2 separate regions of the Tachysurus vachellii genome follow, and region 2 is linked to region 1. The links are chromatin contacts, called in public Hi-C maps. All regions are on one chromosome and are shown on one strand. Each heading gives the region's core, a stretch centred on a gene start, on an enhancer-like site or on the middle of the called end of the contact. The rest is flanking DNA. Distances are from core to core; before and after follow the strand shown. Region 1 holds the start of tprg1 (tumor protein p63 regulated 1). Region 2 holds the start of bcl6aa (BCL6A transcription repressor a).

What was found. Hi-C and Micro-C count contacts between places; a contact is called where the count stands out from the background.
Region 2: a Hi-C map of muscle shows a contact between it and region 1, with 2.3 times the contacts expected there. The contact joins the promoter of bcl6aa here to the promoter of tprg1 in region 1. A contact is called at or near these places in 2 of 3 Hi-C or Micro-C datasets (blood and muscle).

Annotation. Positions count from the first base shown.
Region 1 is chr4:10,978,826-10,983,286 of HZAU_Pvac_v1, reverse strand. It overlaps tprg1 (tumor protein p63 regulated 1), which reads left to right and starts at 1,614. Exons shown (of 6, transcript XM_060867720.1): 1 at 1,614-1,702; 2 at 2,299-2,596; 3 at 3,360-3,451. The coding sequence starts at 2,345.
Region 2 is chr4:11,252,804-11,256,948 of HZAU_Pvac_v1, reverse strand. bcl6aa (BCL6A transcription repressor a) reads right to left here and starts at 1,288. Exons shown (of 10, transcript XM_060867727.1): 1 at 1,221-1,288. The coding sequence starts at 1,251.

The DNA of each region.
Region 1 (4,461 bases), core at 365-2,864:
AGACATATAGAGTTATAGACTAGGCATATAGACTAGACTAGACATGTAGAGTTATAGACTAGACATATAGAGTTATAGACTAGACATATAGAGTTACAGACTAGACATATAATGTTATAGACTAGACATATAGAGTTATAGACTAGACATATAGAGTTGACTAGAAATATAGAGTTATAGACTATACATATAGTTATAGACTAGACATATGGAGTTACAGACTAGACATATATAGTTACAGACTAGACATATAGACTAGACTAGACATATAGAGTTATAGACTAGACATATAGAGTTGACTAGAAATATAGAGTTATAGACTAGACATATAGACTAGACTAGACATATAGAGTTATAGACTAGGCATATAGACTAGACTAGACATGTAGAGTTATAGACTAGACATATAGAGTTATAGACTAGACATACAGAGTTATAGACTAGGCATATAGACTACACTAGACATATAGAGTTACAGACTAGACATATAGAGTTATAGACTAGGCATATAGTCTAGACTAAACATATAGAGTTATAGACTAGACATATAAAGTTATAGACTAGACATATAGAGTTATAGACTAGACATATAGAGTTATAGACTAGACATATAGAGTTACAGACTAGACATATAGAGTTACAGACTAGACATATAGAGTTATAGACTAGACATATAGAGTTATAGACTAGACATATAGAGTTACAGACTAGACATGTAGAGTTATAGACTAGACATATAGAGTTATAGACTAGACATATAGAGTTGACTAGAAATATAGTTACAGACTAGACATATAGAGTTATAGACTAGACATATAGAGCTGACTAGAAATATAGAGTTACAGACTAGACATATATACTGTAGTTATAGACTAGACATATATAGTTGACTAGACATATAGAGTTACAGACTAGACATATATAGTTGACTAGACATATAGAGTTACAGACTAGACATATATAGTTATAGACTAGACATATAGAGTTGACTAGACATATAGAGTTACAGACTAGACATATATAGTTATAGACTAGGCATATAGTCTAGACTAAACATATAGAGTTATAGACTAGACATATAAAGTTATAGACTAGACATATAGAGTTACAGACTAGACATATAGAGTTATAGACTAGACATATAGAGTTATAGACTAGACATATAGAGTTACAGACTAGACATATAGAGTTATAGACTAGACATATAGAGTTATAGACTAGACATATAGAGTTGACTAGAAATATAGTTACAGACTAGACATATAGAGTTATAGACTAGACATATAGAGCTGACTAGAAATATAGAGTTACAGACTAGACATATATACTGTAGTTATAGACTAGACATATATAGTTGACTAGACATATAGAGTTACAGACTAGACATATATAGTTGACTAGACATATAGAGTTACAGACTAGACATATATAGTTATAGACTAGACATATAGAGTTACAAACTAGACATATAGAGTTATAGACTAGACATATATAGTTATAGACTAGACATATAGAGTTACAGACTAGACATATAGAGTTACAAACTAGACATATAGAGTTACAAACTAGACATATAGAGTTGTGGCAGACATGTATTTCTTTATTTGGTCACGCCCACTGCTTAAACCCGGAAGAAGGAAGAGAAATCTCTATTGCACTTGTTACTGTGTTGTATCGATAAAACTTCTCGAGCCAGAGGCCGGTAAGTGTTTACTTTTTTATGTTTTTATTTAAAGACTCACCAGAACCGAGTCTCTTGCGTTTTGATTCTAGATCTTGAAGTTAAACGTGTTTAACTCCCCCCAGTGTAGAAGTGACAGATTGTGTTGCTGAACAACACCGGAAGAAGATGTTGTTCATTTTTCTGTTAGTTAAAATATGGGATTGAGGTCTTTGAAAAGCTTTCACTTATTTAATCCGTGTGTTCTTTGTGCAGAAGTTCTGAAGCTTTTGCAGGGATTACACAATTCCTTTATTGCAGCTGCTTCTCTAGGAAATGTTGTGTTTAAACAAAAATGCTAAAACATTAAAGAACAAACAAGAAAAATAGATATGAACAATTATTAAAAAATGTAAAAAAAAAAGTCGGCAGCTGGAAAGTTTTGTTTTAAATGTTACAACTGGAGCCCATGTAATACCAAGCTTACTATTTGTCTTCCTGTGTGTGTGTGTGTGTGTGTGTGCCTGTCTGTCTGTTACTGTGCATCTGTTTGTCTCTATCTGTCCATCTCTGTTTTTTGTCTCTGTCTGTCTCTGTCTCTTTCTTTCTGCCTCTTTGTCTGTGTACTTCCATACCAGTTTTTTTTTAGATCTTCAGACTCACCTTGGGTAAATAAGCAGTGCAATGTCAGAAAGAGACGAGGAGACATTTAAATCTGTGAAGCTTGAGCAGCATGAAGCTGATTCACCCAACACAGTCCCCGAGGACCTTCAGTCCAACCCCAGTGCCCCGTCTTCAGCTGTCACTCACAGCACTGAGACTGAAGAGAAGACATTGCCACCAGCATCCAGCACTACAACCACCAATGCAGATCCAGGACAAAGGTGGACCACAGCAGTGAACCAGTTCAAGCTCAAGAGATTCTTTGTCCTTCGGGTAATATAAAGGATCTTGTTTATTAGATAAAATTTCAAACTGTGCAATTTTTTGCAGGAGATCAGTAAAACAAAGCTTGATGTGTGTTGTTTAGGTAAAGTTCCCTCAGGTCTAACAATGAAGTGATCCGCTACCCACCCATAGTAAACATAGTTAGTCATGTGTCTGTAAATCCAAAGAGCTTACCTTCCTTCCTTTATCGTTCTCGCACACACACACACACACACACACACTCTTTCACACACACACTCCAACCTACATCTAGCTACCTGGTGTTTCTCCACATTGACCTCGCAGAATTTGGTAATCAAATCCTGTTTGCCTGGCAACTAACCCAGACATTGTTCACAGCCTTGTTGCAGTAACAGAACTGTCTGAAGTAAAAAAAAAAATATATATATGCACAGCAATTTCAAATTCAACACCTCCCAGGTTTCTGTTCAGCTTTTTTGTCACAAAAACACACAATTATGCACAAAAAAGTGATTTATCAAACCCCGTACATAATTACACAAGAATAATGTCCTGTATTAATTATTTATTTAAAATCTAATATTCAGTTAGTTATGCATGAAGTGAGTTTGTGTTGTTTATCCTAGTATAATGTTTTGTGTCCCATAGACAATCCTAATTTTCATGAAATATTAGAAGCATTAACAGTAACAGCTTATCAGTGAACAGGCCTAATAGGGTGGTCCTAATTCCCAAGTACACCTTCTCACCTCATTGACTGATGATATTTGCTTTTGGTTTATTGGTTTAGCCTGGGACTCTAGACAATGCAATTGAAGACGTCAAATCGCTGGTAGACCAGAAGGTGGACGGTCCTGTCCTGAACGTTTGGCTGCTGGTTGAGTATGTTCTTTTTTTGTTATTATTAATAAAACAAGCAAAACCAGACATTATAAAATATGAGTTTTGTATACTCTATGCTCAGTATGTATGCCACCACACCCTGGTATACTGCTTCACAGTTTTATTGGTTTGCCTTTAACCGATTGGAATTTTAGTGCGTAGATCATCAGTATGCTTTTTGCAGTATGGTATTAGGTGCTAGTTAAGAGTTTATCTGCTGTAGTTATTCACAATAAGATTGTTCAATTGCACCCATGTTCCTATTTGAAAGACACCGTTAACTGTTGTGAAAGAACTTCCTGTTCAGTATTTTATGTATGTTATCTAGAACCCCTTCATTGAGGTTGGTTTGGTGACACCTTTGTTGGAAAATTTTCATAAGAATTCGTCATGCTAAATGAAGTACAGAAAGTATAAACCTTATGACTTTAAACCGCCCAGTGTACTTTAGAGACTGTGTTATTCTTGCAAATCCAGATATAGCGATTGCATCATCTTTTTAAACTTGTGCAGGTGACTATGTGACAAGGAGGAAGCCTCTATGGAAATGGTAAACAAATCATTCTGAACACTTTAAAGCTAAGGATTTCCTTTTACCCAATAACCTCTGACACATTTCTCCAAGCCCACACACAAACTGTGTCATATAATGTGGCAACAATGCAAAACTAACACACTCGCCAAGCAGTAATATTGAACTTATCTTATACAATATTCCAAGCTGCAGGGTTGCAGCTGACATTTCATTATTCCGTCATGCGTTTCTGTACATAATGCAGATGTGCAGGAAATTATTAAAGGGAAATATACAGTAAAGCAGAGCTGCTGAGGGAGGTTCTGCTAAATGTGCAGGCGGATGTCAGCTTCTATCACTGGACACAAGCTTTCAGGAAATTCTTTTAAGAGCTTGCCACATGAGTATGAATAATATATTGCATTTTTCTCAGCCCAATAGATACACACACACACCTATCAGCCTTAACATTAAAACCATCTTACTTGAGCCGAAA
Region 2 (4,145 bases), core at 39-2,538, 270 kb before region 1:
CACGACCTGTTTGCAAACGATTCGGTCCCAAAAGAACGACACAGACTAAAAAAAAAAAAAGAAAAAAAAAAAGCACAAATATACCTTAATGCATGCGTCACGGCGAGGAAACGCAATATGTTTAAATGCAATTCATATAAACAGAACACACGTCTGTCTCTAATCATTCACGAAGTACAGAGCGCGCGTGCTTCAACCCCGTTAATCTAACAGGCAGCACAGTACATAATGTGCGCGAGCCCTTTGGATTTCGACCAACTGAACTTTAAAGCGGTCGTGGAAACGGTTTGTGCGCGAGAGCTCGAGTAACGGCTCCGGTCGGTTAGGTTTTAAGTTTTTTTTTTTTTTTTTTTTTTAAAAACGTGTTCAGTTGGGCAACAGGTTGTGAGCTAAAGAGTTGATGAAGGCGTGTTTACGGCATGTGAGGAGAGCTGGAAGCTGGCGTGTACTAAAAAAAAAAAAAAACACACAAGTCAACAGTGTGCTAAAGAAGCTAACGGCTGTGGGGACGTTTATTAGCCGTGAGCTAAACTGTGGAGATGTTTATTATTAGCCGTGAGCTAAAAGAGTGGCGTGAATCCGCCCGGACGGCACTGACAGCCACGCTGTGACACGTCGTTTAACACAAAAACAGACGCAGAGAAAAGTACAAAAACACACAGCACAAACGCGCGGAGTGTAAAATCGCCTAAAGGACCAGAAAAAAGAGCAAGAGAGAGAAAAAAAACAGCCGTTAAACTGCCTTTAAAAAGCGCGAGACTGAAAACGGCCCGAAAATCACACGGTTCATCAACATTACGGCGACTTTTAAAGTCCAGGCGTTACTTCAGATAGCTAATCCGTCCTGGCCAGACACGCAGCGCTTCAACATTTTTCTTCATGTTCAAACACACACACAAACGCACTCACACACACTCTCTCGCGCGCGCGCTCGCGCCGCAGCCCACGACACAGCGCGAGCTCAAGCCGTAAGAGTCTCGTGCTGGATCGGTCAAGGGCGTAATAGCACCAAAGCGTCCTGATAAAACATTAAACACTGAACCCGCACTTCAGACTAATACACAACAGTCTCACGGTCATAAATCACAAAATAAGGTGTTTTTTAAAAAAGAAAAACTATCCTATGAAACAATTTTGATAAACACCCGCGTGGATGAACAGCAGCACAGAACAAGCGGCACATTAGTGAGAAAAAATAATGTAAAAAAAAAAATCATCACCTGGTAGCGCTTTCCTAGAAACTTCTTGCATCACCACTTCTAAGAACCCCTGTTCTAAGAATCAGCTCGGCTCAATTCTCGGAATTTGAGCTTGCGGTCGTACCATTTTTACAGGGCGGGGGTGTGCGTGATTTTAAAACGCGTCTCTATTTCGTCGAAATCAAAACTAAATTTTCACTCAAATCACCAAACGACGTTAATAAACTCCGTCGGCGTGTAATCTATCTTAGAGATGTGAAGAAAAATAAGAAAAACCCTGTACATTTAGTAGGCCAAAGTGGTTCAGAGTGTTCGTTGCTACCTCTGACTTGGACCGTTCCAGACTCAGACAGTCACGTGATACAAAGGGGAAAAAAAAACAAAAAAAACTTGGTAACGTCAGGCGTGCAGGCTGCGTCCAAAACGCGCATACTAGCGTACTAAGTATGTAGAATAGCCCGCGTGTTTAAGCCCAGCCTCAAAATTCTCAGAACTAATTTACTATTCTGTTCCATTCGCTGCGTGTTAAAACCTCCCCAGTGCTCCTACACACACTACAGTGCACAGGGAGCTCCTTCACCAGGACCGTCGCTCTCACTATACTTACTTTCCGGAACATTAGACAGTATAGATTTAAAAAAAACTGCACTTTTATTTTTTTCTCACGTCTTGGATTTAATGATACTCGATCCGTGTGGTGTCTCTGCCTGCTTTTGTCCTTTTGTCCGAGTTGTATGTGTCAGAAACGTGCATGCTGTAAGTAACACGTTCGTATGCTGGTGTCTTGTGTGTGAAACGTGTAAATGTGTAAACAAACCGGTGGACAGGACGTGAGAGTAAACGTGCAGTGCGTTACTGCTGTGACCCTGCTGTGTATTTAATATACAGTGTTTCCACGTGCGACTCTTACTTCAGCATGAATGCAGTTAATTAATAAATCAATCAATTAATTAATTAATTAACCGATCAATTGTGGTCTCAGCTGTGTAATAATCCGAGTGGACAAGTCTTAAAGTGTTGGTTTGGATCTTTTACCATCGGTTTAGTTGGTAAACATGTCTTAACCCTTTTTCTTGCTCATGACCAAAGTAAACAGTTTGTAACATGCAGCAGTGGTGACTCGGTGTAAACAGACGGGTTTATTTATTAGTATATTAATAATAGGTGTATGGAACAAACTAAACAAAGTGAAATGGAACCGGTAGCAGACGTGTAAAGTCACGTGTGTCTTTAAGATGATCACCTGAGGGTTAAATCTGCAGCCATTTTGCTGTGATTTTATTTTAAAAGACATGAATGCTTCTTCTCACACCGTGTACTGAGGCAGTAAGGGACAGGTTAGCTTGATCTGCCTGTGTGTGTGTGTGTGTGTGTGTGCGCGCGCGTGTGTGTGTGTGTGTGTGTGTGTGCGCGTGTGCGTGTGCGTGTGTGCGCGTGTGTGCGCAACAGCAGGTGATAGGGCATGCAGGAAAACTTTTAGAATAATTGATTTTATTGTTGTTGTTGTTGTTTTGGGTGAGGGGGATTTTGGGGACTAAAACTCTTTGGCCTTTTTAATCTGAGAATTAAGAAGAATTAATTCCACTTGTTTACTCTTAGTGATGGAGGAACCGATGTTAAAGTGGCTGCATGGACATGTTGAAGAAGCACAGGTCAATAAGTAAAGGTGGGACTCCATGCTGTGTAGGAGAAAGTGACCTAACTGTCCAAACTAAACACGCTGTCCTGTGGGGTAAAGGGCAATAGTGTTTTATTGGTAACACTGCTAAAGCAGTTACACTACAGACGGATTCAGTTCACATAGGGGTCCTTATTATTATTGTTGTTGTTGTGTAATAATATTATTACACTCGTACGTTTTAACTGAGATGGACAAGATTAGTGTTCCTTGAGCTTTTAGATTATTGTTTTTCAAGAAAAGATTCAGTTTGTTATTGTCGGCCACATTCTACATGCATCACTGTCACTGAACTGGAATGATACCATGAATGTTAAGGAACAAAATGTTCTAGATAAACCTGGCTCAGCCTTTAAACCACAATAGAGCTCGGCAACCGAGTTGGGCGAGATTCTGCCACACAACAGCAAGTTCACCTGCTCTATTTGTTTTTCTGTATCAGAAACGACTTATCTATGCAGTCAAATTGCCTAATGTATTAGATCTAAGCTGACTAAGTTTGATTAGAATATTTAGCTCTTTTTAGTTTGAAGAGTCTGTGGGAAAAGAGCACACCATTCACCCGCATGCTTTCACAGCACAGCGAGTGTGTGCTGTTTGGGCAGGTTTGCATATTATTCAACCTGAAACCTGTTGCTGACATGGCAGAGCAGCCCCGCCTGACACGAATAGTATGTCATTACTGCCTGTAGGTTTGCACGTGTTTGTGTATGCATGCACCGTGTAGTGCTACAGGTCACATTCATGTAGTGTTCAGTCTGTGAATAATTTACAAAACAGTCTTTTTACATTTGCAGTACTGAATAGGACCTTGACCACTGACTGCTTGTTTCCACAAATGTCCCAAACCGCAGTGTGTTTATGTACTTCTGTGTTTTGTACTTGTTTGCATAGCATCGAATGTAAATTTCTTATTATTGTCCTGCAAATATAACTTGTCCAAATGCAATAAAAAAATGTTTGTCAGTAACTCTGATTTCAGCTCTTTAATTTACATGCTGTAAAGAACAGAACAAGGACATTTCAAGTGAGACATATGGTACATTGAAATGTATTATTGCCTCTCAGGAAGAATGTAAAGTCTAGTAAATAATTATTTCATCTATATTTTGACATATAAAACACACAATCAAGTGTTATTTTAATATTATCACTAACAAAACTAATTTTAATTTGCAACTAACTTTTTTATATATATATATATCTGTATATAATATGAGTAAAGGATACTTGTGGTCTATCGTCATCTCGCTGTGTGTAGGAGCTAC